2 separate regions of the Ovis canadensis genome follow, and region 1 is linked to region 2. Evidence: chromatin contacts called from public Hi-C data. All regions are on one chromosome and are shown on one strand. The core of a region is the stretch at or near the end of the contact, and the rest is flanking DNA. Distances in the headings are between cores, read along the strand shown.

Region 1 (4,988 bases), core at 2,256-4,755, 510 kb before region 2:
GAGAGAGAAAGAAAAAAATATTCTCAGCTCAATTTAAGTCTCATGGAAAGGGCTTACAACTGTAATTAAATCATTAAATTCTTGTCTACGCTTCACAGAGCGGAGAGAAATTAACTTCCCACCAACCTCATTTTCTATTTGAACATGAAATAATGATTTTCTGCCCGTCTAATTACAAAGCCAACATCTGATCAAGCCAGCATCCAGAGGGGATTATCGCATGCACGAGTATTAGACCTCATTACCAGCTTGAGTGCAAAATTATTACATCTTGTAATTGGATGGTGAGATTTATATACAGATCGGCCCGGTTTCTGTAAGATTGTAATTACAAGCTTCGTTGGTTAGCTACTTATCAGAACTTTGCAGGAAAACAAAACAAATGACTGAGGAAAACGAGCATTTCATTAACCTGTAACCCGAGCGCGGGGGGAGGGAGCGGTGGGAGCGTGCGCCGCGGCGTCTGCAGGAAGCAGAGGGATCGCGGGTCCTCACTACAGCCCAGGGACTTCGGGCCTGGGAGGGAAGGACAGAAGATGGGCCTCGGCGGAGAAACCTAGGGCTACAGCGGCGCCCCCCGATGGGGACGCGTGGGCGCCGTGAGGCCGAGCGAGGAGGGGGCAGGAAGGGGGCCTGGTGACTGGAGTCCCGGGTACAATGCGCCGCTCAGCCCTTGAGCCAGGCGGGACACCGGCCCTGGGCACACGTCGGGCCCGCACCTCCGAGTGTGAGACCCGGGAGCGGTGCAGTGAGTGCGCGCTAAGCCAGTGCTGTGGACGCCCCCTGCTCATTCCCCACACCTTCAGCCGCGTTGAGAGAGCGTCTACAGCAAGCCTCCGAAGCATTTTGTGCTCTGGGAACGTTGGAAGAAAGCGAGATGGTGGAAAAGGGTTTGTGTGCGTTTTTGCGCGCACGACTTTCCCAAATCAACTTCCCATGCACCTGCTTCTCCTCCCTGTGCGAATGTCACTTTGACCCCATCTCTTGGATTAAAACTCCCTGGAAAAGGCTCGGCTGTTTTTGGACCCGTGAGTTCAGTTCAGAGTCGGATTCCACTGGCCTGGTGGCATTGGGGAGCTAGCGCCACGTCGGGGCTCGGCTGCCTAGGGCTCTGGGTCCCGAGGTGGGGCGCGGACCGCCCGGGCTAGGGTCTCCGCTGGAGACTAGGGGAGCGGAGAGGCTGTTCTGCTGAAGACCTGGGGCGCCTGGAGGTTTCTAAATAATCGAGGTCCTTGAGTCCTCATCTGGGTTGGAGGTTCGTCTTCTGGGTCATGGGTCCCCTAGTCCGGCGTGGCTAATTCATTGAGCACAGCTTCGCCCCTTGCCTGGCCTCTTTCCCGCCTCTCACCGTCCAGCGCAGCCAGGTCGATAGCGAGTTACTGCGGGCGGAGGAAGCATCTCCTGTGTTCATTGTTTCTGTTCTTCTCGAAGAGCTGCGCGTTAGACAGGGGCCCAGCGCAGCCCCAGGCTCCCCACTTCAGCATCTCGCTCTTGGCTCTCCCCGGGGTTGGGTCTGGTGCGTCTACCTTGTGCAAACTCTAGGTCTGCGGGCCGTCGAGGCTCCGCGTCTGACACTTAGGGAACACTCCAGGCAATAACGTTACCCTCAATTTTATAACCCTGAGATTTTTCTTGAGTCGGTGAGCCCGTGATTCCCTATGCCACTCGGCTGAGACGGTTAACTGAAAACGAAATCAGGCGCCGGGGAAACATTTCAAAGCTTCCTCTGATACCTCCTCTTCTGGGGAGACTCCAGCTAAGGCCAACACCTGGCACCAGGCAGACGCAGGTGAGTAGAAGGTCAGGGAAGCAGGCTGACTCAGTTTGAGGAGGCCGCACGTTACTCTCCCCTATCGAACCCCAAACCTAGCTGCCCCAAAACTTTCCCTTGTATACCCCCCACCACCACCCAATTTTCTCGGCCTTCATGTCTACTCGAGGCGCCAACCCACACGAAGACTGGTAGAAAGAGGCGGGGAATAGGGGCGAGGTCAAAACCGGGTGTCCACGGGACTCCCAGCGGGGCTCCTTGGAGCCACTGAGACCAGAGACAGCTAGGGCCAAGACTCTCCGATCCCTCCGCTCTTCTAGAATTCGGATTAGATTCTTCTATCAGAGCAAGGCAGCCACTTTCCGCCTCCGATCCGGGACGGGCAACTCCAAGACAGGCACCGCCCGGGGGTTGTCCCGGAGCGCTCCTGCTGCTGGCCTGGCCTGTGCGTGGGTCGCCGCAGCGGCCTAAAGCGTTCAGCCCGGAGTCGCCGCAATACCGGGAATTTCAATCCTCCTCTCGGCTGCACGCCCTAACCTGTGAAGGTGGGCGCGCGGATTCTAAGATTTCAGCTTTGGTTTAGGAAATACTCCACTGTAAAACTTAAGTCTTGCCTCCCATCCCCACCCCCGCGGATGGGAGGACCTCTGCCGAAGGAAAACAGGTTGGCGCGGAGACCCCGGGAGCAGGAGAAGGGGGAGGGAAACGAAGAATCTCTACGGCTCGAAAATTCCAGCATATTAACTTTTCCAAGCGCTCGCTGAAAGTTCCTGGAGCCTCCGCCACCCGGCTCCCTGCTCCTGCCCCATCCCACGCCGGCTTAGGGCTCCGGCGGGCTCCGTCTCCCTGACATCGTTCCCCAGGATGCCTGAGGTGTCCACTCTGCAGCACCGCCCTCCCCCAACACACACGCCATTTCTAAGGAAGGATTCTGCACCCTGACATCCGCGTGGCGTGAACGTGGTTAACTGCAGGATTTAGTCCTCTGGGAAGGGGGCTACCTCGCCTCCCCGCCCCACCCCGGGCAGTGAGACAGTCCTCGAAGACTCCCTTAAAGCACACGCCCCCACTTCCCTCACGCCTCTTCCACCCCCTCCCTAAGCCACTAAGAGTGGCCGAGAGTCTAGAGGTGCGAGCTAGAAAGCGGGCCGGGGCAGAGTAAAGTCCCAGCGCCTGCCCCGGACCAGGGTCTGTCTGGTCCTGACCCAGATCCCACGCGCTGGGGCAGGGGGAGAGGCACCGAGAGGCGAGAGCGAGAGGGGTGAGCTGACCCAGTGCTAACCCCGGTCCCCGCGCCTCCCGCGCCCCCTTCCGCCGCGGGCCAGAGGGGGCGGGAAGGGACTCGCTGCGCGGGGGCTCCCGCCCCCGCCCCGCCCCGCCCCGCGCGCCTTCTCTGCGGGGTGGGCGGCCTCGCCTGCAGGGCGCCCAGGCGATTGGCGACTCGCGAAGGAGACGCGAGGAAAAGTCGAATAAGAGGGCGCGACGTCAGACCCGAGATTTGGGGAAGGGCGAGGGAGGGGGCGAGGGCGGGGACGGACACACCGACACAGATACGGACACACACACACCCTCCCCCCCACCCCACCCTACCCCCCGCGCACGGCACCCCGAGTGTCCACAAGTTTGGGCCGCCTTAACCCAAAGCTCAGAGGCCGGGGGGATGGGAGTGTGGGGAGTGTGGTGTGTGTACAGAGAAAATAGATTTTAAAAAGAAAGAGTGACGGGAACAGAAAGGGGAGAGAAAGGAACAGCGAGAAAGGGAAAGACGAGAAAGAGTTCCGTAGTCCAGGAGCGTGAAAGAGCCCGAAGGAGCGGAAGCGATCCTGGGGGGAAGAGGAGCGCAGAAAGGGGAGGAGAGAGGAAGGGCGAGGAGGGGGAGTGAAAACTAGAGGAGGGCGAAGGAAGCGAGGCGCGACACTGCTCGGGGAGAGGAGGGCAGCGAGGAGCCAGGCGCGGGCAGAGGCAGCTCCGGCGGCCGAGAGGAGGGAGCGCGGCGCAGAGAGGAGGGGCTTGTGGGCCCGTAGAAATGTCAATCAGATTCCGGAGCCCCGGGAATCTCCGCCAATCTGTTCGGACCTGACCTGGCTCCTCGCCGCCGCCGCCGCCGCCGCCGCCGCCGCCGCCGCCCCGGAGCAGATCGATAGGCGAACGCGGAGCGCAGCGCAGCGCGGAAGGCAGCGCGGCCGCAGCCGGGCCCAGCCCCCGATGTGCCCCGGAGCCCGCGGGCGGCGCTGAGCTGGGCGGCCCCGGGGGGCAGGGCCCCCTCTCTGTCCGTGCCCCGCGGGCCACCATGTCCTTCCCCCAGCTCGGATACCAGTACATCCGCCCGCTCTACCCACCCGAGCGCCCGGGGGCCGCCGCCGGCGGTGGCAGCGCTGGGGCCCGGGGCGGCCCGGGAGCCGGCGCCTCGGAGCTGGCTGCCTCGGGGTCCCTGTCCAACGTGCTCTCGTCCGTGTACGGGGCGCCCTACGCCGCGGCCGCAGCCGCAGCCGCAGCCGCCCAAGGCTACGGCGCCTTCCTGCCCTACGCCGCCGAGCTGCCCATCTTCCCTCAGCTGGTAAGTGCCCTGGGAGCCGCGGAAGGGGGGTTAGAGCTGGGGCGCCGGACGAGGTGTGCGCGCTCAGTAGACTGGCGCGGCCTGGGCCGGGCGGGTGGAGGCGGCGACGGCCGGGGCTCATCCTCGCTCCCTCCGCGCGCGTCCCTTCCTTGTCCATGTGCGTACAGGGCACGCAGTATGAGCTGAAGGACAGCCCCGGGGTGCAGCATACGGCCGCGGCCACCGCGTTTCCACACCCGCACCCCGCCTTCTACCCTTACGGCCAGTACCAGTTCGGGGACCCGTCCCGGCCCAAGAACGCCACCCGAGAGAGCACCAGCACGCTCAAGGCCTGGCTCAACGAGCACCGCAAGAACCCCTACCCCACCAAGGGCGAGAAGATCATGCTGGCCATCATCACCAAGATGACCCTCACCCAGGTGTCCACCTGGTTCGCCAACGCGCGCCGGCGCCTCAAGAAGGAGAACAAGATGACCTGGGCGCCCCGGAGCCGCACCGACGAGGAGGGCAACGCTTATGGGAGCGAGCGCGAGGAGGAAGACGAGGAGGAGGATGAAGAAGACGGCAAGCGCGAACTGGAGCTGGAGGAGGAGGAGCTCGGGGGGGAGGAGGAGGACACCGGGGGCGAGGGCCTGGCGGACGACGATGAAGACGAGGAGA
Region 2 (5,277 bases), core at 901-3,400:
AATAAAGACCAGTTAAGAGGAGACTCCAGTTACACAATCTCCTCCTCTTCACCGTGAGGCACTTAGATGGAATTTTTTTTAATAGAAAAGACAAACTCTTGAGTAAATGTAATAATTGTCTCAATAATGTGCCCCAACCACCCAAGAAGTTAAAAAAAAAAGAAAAAGAAACTGGAAAATTGGGATTCTTCTCTTACAGGATCGGTTCATTGCTGTCTCAAGCGTAGGTTATATTCACCCCAGCGATGGGATGATACTACTTGGGAGATCTCAGAGCCTGATAGCAATTCAAGAAACAGAAAGATTACCTTCCAAGTATAAGAAAAAAGAAAGAAGCAAACAAGCTAACCAATAAAACAATCAGAAGCTTGTCAATGAGGCCAACTACTGAAATAATTTTCACATGTTGTCCAAAATACATTATTTTTAGAGAATCCTTCAAAAATGTCCCAAACAGGCAGGCCTATGGTGAACTCGTCTCAAAAATAGCACTTATGTATTATTTTCTAAGAACAAAAACCACCATCAAATGACCTAAGGTAAATACTAATAATTATCAAAAATAGAGAATCTCCCTGCGCTTCCTAAACTCAAAAAGCTCAAGCCCAAGGAATGAAACCCTCAGCCGAGAGCAAGCACAGAAGAGGAGAGAAATTTTCTCCTCTGCCTTGCCTCACTCAGGCAAAGCTCCAGAGTGAAGAAGAAATCAGCCTTGAAGTTAAAAATCCTAAAACTCTTATTCCATTCTTTGAATTTTTAACCATTCCAGTCTTGCTAATTGCTCTGGCACAACGGTTCAACAAAAGATCTGTAAGATCAATACTATTTTTATAATACTATCATTTGCTTTTTTCACTGTGTTGACATTTGCACCAATGGTTCAAAAGAATGGTGGGTGATGTTTCAGGTGCCTTGGCACAAATCAAGCCAAAAGCACAAAACTGCACCATCAGTCACTGCGTTCTTTAAATCATGCAGTCCAGGAAAAAGAGAGAAAAGAAAGAAGTTCGTTTCACTTGAGAATGCCCCTGATAAAGCAGTAAAAATGATTAACTTTATGAAATCTCAAAAGTAAGTAAAGTAAGTAAGTAAGTTGCCTTCTTAGTATTCTGTGTGTCAAAATGGGACGTTTACCTAAAGCACTTCAAAGTGAGATGGCTGTTTCAAAGAAAAGTCCTTGTGTGATTATTTGAGTTGTGGACTAAACTAGCCAATTTTTCCACAGAACACCAGTTTTACTTGAGAAAATGTCTGACACACAAAACGTGGTTAGTCAGACTTTGCAATTTGGCAAACATCTTTTCAAAAATTAGTGACTATTTCTAAATTTCTCAATTTTAGTTCCTAACATAATATCAATGTATACAGAAGCTTCTGGGAGTCAGTCCTCAATAACTTTTAGTAGTTGAGTCAGCCCTCTATATCTATGAGTTCTGCATCTGTGGATTCAACCAATCACAGATCAAAAAAACTCGGGGGGGAAAAAGTTCCAGATAGTTCCAAAAAGCAAAATTTGTATTTACCACATACCAAGGGCTTCCCTGGTGGCTCAGCTGGTAAAGAATCCTCCTGCAATGTGGGAGACCTAGGTTCGATCCCTGAGCTGGAAAAATCCCCTGGAGAAGGAAACAGCTACTCACTCCAGTATTCTGGCCTGGAGAATTCCATGGACTGTATAGTCCACGCATCACAAAGAGTCAGACACGACTAAGCGACTTTCACTCACTCACTTAACAAGTATTTACATAGCATTTACCCTGTATATGGTATTATAAGTAATCTACAGAGGATTTAAAGTATACAGGAGGATGTGTGTAGGTTATATATAAAACCTACCCTGTTTTATATAAAGGACTTGGATTTTGGTATCTGCAGGGGGCCCTGGAACCAACCCCCTACAGATACTGAGGGTCGACTGTGTAAGTTTAAAAGAGCTCCTGGAGCCAATAAGTTGAGAATTTTGGCTTAGATCAAAAATAGAATAGCTGCCCTTTTTCACACACATCCTGCACAAACGAAAAGCAGAAAGGAAGACAAACTGAATTTCTTTGGACTCTATTGTGCAATTTACTTAAGGCCCATGGGCCTTGCTAATTTGCATGTCTGATTTACTCCAAATCCTTTCTTCCTCCTCCTCCCTGGCAAGAAACCACAGACAAAATTCCATCGCTATTTCACAACCCCCTCTTAAGCAAACTGCGATGCGGCGGTACAGACATGGAGCTCATCCAGCCTGGCAAACAGGGGGAAGGAGTTCAGCTCCAGGGCTTTCGAGCCAAGGGCCCTTTTCAAACATTAAATCCACAAAACACGGCATTAGCTTGCTCAAAGCAAATAGTTAATTTGTCCTTTCACAAGAAATCAAAAGGACAAAAATCACACAGCTAGACGTGGCTTCAGCCCCCACTAACCCTTCACCATCCCCCTGTCCCAAGCAAGTAAATGTCTAAACCATGAAGAATCAACAAGTCAATCAATCCATAACAAATATTTATCCTGTCTACATGGGGAAAAAAAAAAGGAGAGAACGTATATGGTCACAAAAGAAAACTAAGAATACAGGTAATTAAAAAAAAAAAAAAGCCCACATAAAACAGTGGTGTGTAAGTGTGAAGAAAGGACAAAATAAAAATTTAAAAATACGTACCAACATGACCAAGGCACAAGAAAACGGGAAGAAGAAAGTAGAAAATTAAACACAGGCAGTAAGGCATAAGAATGCTGAGACGTTAGTAAAGGACAGGATCTTCTCAGACACCAGTAATCGGACCTTTTGGCTAAGATGCCATTTCAACAGGGGGCAATGGAAGATGACATTAGAATGTTAGATTTTACCCAGATTATGGAAGGTTCTGGAAGTTCAGGTAAGTAGAGTCTATCCCACATGTAATGAGGGGCCACAAAAGGCTTTAGAGAAGGACAGGAGCACAATGGAAGTGTGCTATTTTATTTGCTGTTTTGTTTTTTAAACACTAAGCTATTTATTAATAGTACAGTCTAGTTATAAGGATCCAAGACCAGGGACCAAGGAAGACGGGGACAGATAAGGAGACTGAGAAGCCCAGTCAGACAAGGGCTGGGCTTGAACCAGGAGGTGGCGATGGAAATGAAAAAGCATCAAAAGCTACATCAAGGTAGATAAATCTGGAACCTAATCTGGCACCAAGAGTGTAAAAACAGGTGGGAAGACCATACACAGAAATAAAGAAGTCAAGGTCATTAACACCACATCTACTGAAGGTCTGCTAAGCTTCTTGCTGTGCTAGGCTGTAAATGAAGCACTGACTTAGAGGTAGAGATAAGAGATCTAAAACATACGGAGAGAGAGGGGTATGGATGCGATGGGCTGGCACTCAGCAGCCTTCCAACCCTATCACGGTGTCTTCCGATGCTGCAGAGGACGGAAAGCTAAAAACTACATTTCCCAGAGCCCTTCACAGCTAGGGTTCTGGGTGAGGGTATGGCTGGAGAAGGCAATGGCACCCCACTCCAGTACTCTTGCCTGGAAAATCCCATGGACGGAGGAGCCTGGTGGGCTGCAGTCCATGGGGTCGCAAAGAGTCGGACACGACTGAGCGGCTTCACTTTCACTTTCACGGCTGTACCAATTACAAGGCTCCGTGTGAGATGCAGAAGGCAGAAGTCACACGGAGGCTGTCTTCTTGCTGTTTCGACTTTTTCTATAGGCAACATAGTTATGGAAAGATTAAAGGATTTCTGCAGCAACATTCCAGGATCTGACCAATAACTTTGGCGTTATCCAAGGCCAGTTGTAATGGTGGTACCTTTCTGTTCCCAGATAGAAACCACAGCCCATATGTTCTTAAAACAGTGAACATTCTAGTAATGGCTTCCTGATCCCTCGCCGTCTCGAGTATGACGGATTAGCAGCCCACCTGGCAGGCCAGTCTGTTTCAGAAGCCCACCTCCAGAGGCTCAGCTTCCATTTCTCTGGTCCTCTCAATGATTCTATAAGAATCTACTTCCTTATCTTGGGCTTCACCACTGGCTCAGTGATAAAGAACCCGCCTGCCAATGCAGGAGACACAGGTTCTATCCCTGGGTCAGGAAGATCCCCTGGAGAAGGAAATGGCAACCCACCCCAATATTCTTGCCTGGGAAATCCCACGGACAGAGGAGCCTAGCAGGCTACAGTCTATAGGGTCACAAAGAGTCGGACACAGCTTAGCGAATAAATAACAACACATTTCCCTATCTTATCTAATTTCTGTTTCCCCCAACTAAATGCAGACACACACGTGGGCTTAAATAAGGGCAGAACAATTAAGTGAAAGTATTTGATGAATGACTTTAAAACAGTCAGGGACTGTCCCCGATAGCAGTCAGGGACTATGTTAATTCAGTCTCTAAAATTTCCACAACTCATCTTTTGAATCAACAAAGAAAAATCCTCTTAGCTTTCTTAACAAACTATAAACAATATGTTACATTTATTGAAGCTATGAAAATAAGTAAAGGCATTCTGAAGAGTTCTCACTTCATTTTACCTGGCACAGGATACCAAAAGGGTATCATCATCTTAATTTTAAGAAATGAGAGAACCAAAGCACAGAGAAGGTCAACAATCTGCCTAAGGTCAGAGAGGTGGTAAGTTACAGGTCCAACTAAAGTACTTCCTGCTTTAAACCTATTTTCTCCTGTTTGGCATTCTGTCAATTAACTCTAACCACGTCCTAAAGTCAATGTTAAAATTGTTGGTGTGGAAATATTAGGAGCCTAAGAGGGCTTGTAAAACCACAGAGAATTCAATGGGGCCTAACTTACAACCATGGAAAAAATTAAAATCCCATGTGTAATTTTCTTCTCCAATTTTAACCTAAAATGTGGTGTCTGTGGCAGACCCACTGTTTCTAGGACACGCTTCCAACACACACAGTCTGGGTAGCAAGTGTCATCCAACCATTTGGGCAGCTATTCATTTATTTTCCTATCATTCTAAGAGTTGGAAAATTAACAGTGTTGTGTTTACAAACCATCACCGGGCTATTACATAAAAGCTCAAATATGTTTACCTGACTCACAGCTCTGGTTTGAAGACACTCAGAAGCAAGTTAATATAAACCGATTCTGAGCAAATGTGCAGAAAGTAGCCCTGATAGAAGGAGGTTAAGCTTTGACCTTCCCAACTTTTTTCTCCAGAATGTACGATCCATCACGTACAGGGAAGATGTGAAGTGTTGGTAAGTACTCCTGTTAGTGAGAAATTCTGCTAATTATTACACCAAATAAGCATAGTTAACAGGCCATGGCCACAAG

The links. A called contact is a pair of places that touch in the nucleus more often than the background predicts.
Region 1: a Hi-C map of fibroblasts shows a contact between it and region 2, with 6 times the contacts expected there. The contact joins the promoter of IRX3 here to the enhancer-like site in region 2. A contact is called at or near these places in 2 of 2 Hi-C or Micro-C datasets (fibroblasts and lung).

What each region holds. Positions count from the first base shown.
Region 1 is chr14:35,780,527-35,785,514 of ARS-UI_OviCan_v2, reverse strand. It overlaps IRX3 (iroquois homeobox 3), which reads left to right and starts at 3,505. Exons shown (of 4, transcript XM_069552796.1): 1 at 3,505-4,328; 2 at 4,496-4,988. The coding sequence starts at 4,062.
Region 2 is chr14:35,271,349-35,276,625 of ARS-UI_OviCan_v2, reverse strand. All of the region lies in intron 1 of FTO (FTO alpha-ketoglutarate dependent dioxygenase), which reads right to left. Among named protein-coding and RNA genes, the nearest start is that of TRNAG-UCC, 20 kb to the left of the region's middle. Within about 2 kb of position 2,150, the one cell type or tissue checked has open chromatin away from gene starts, as enhancers often do. A contact at or near this core is called in fibroblasts, where this site is marked.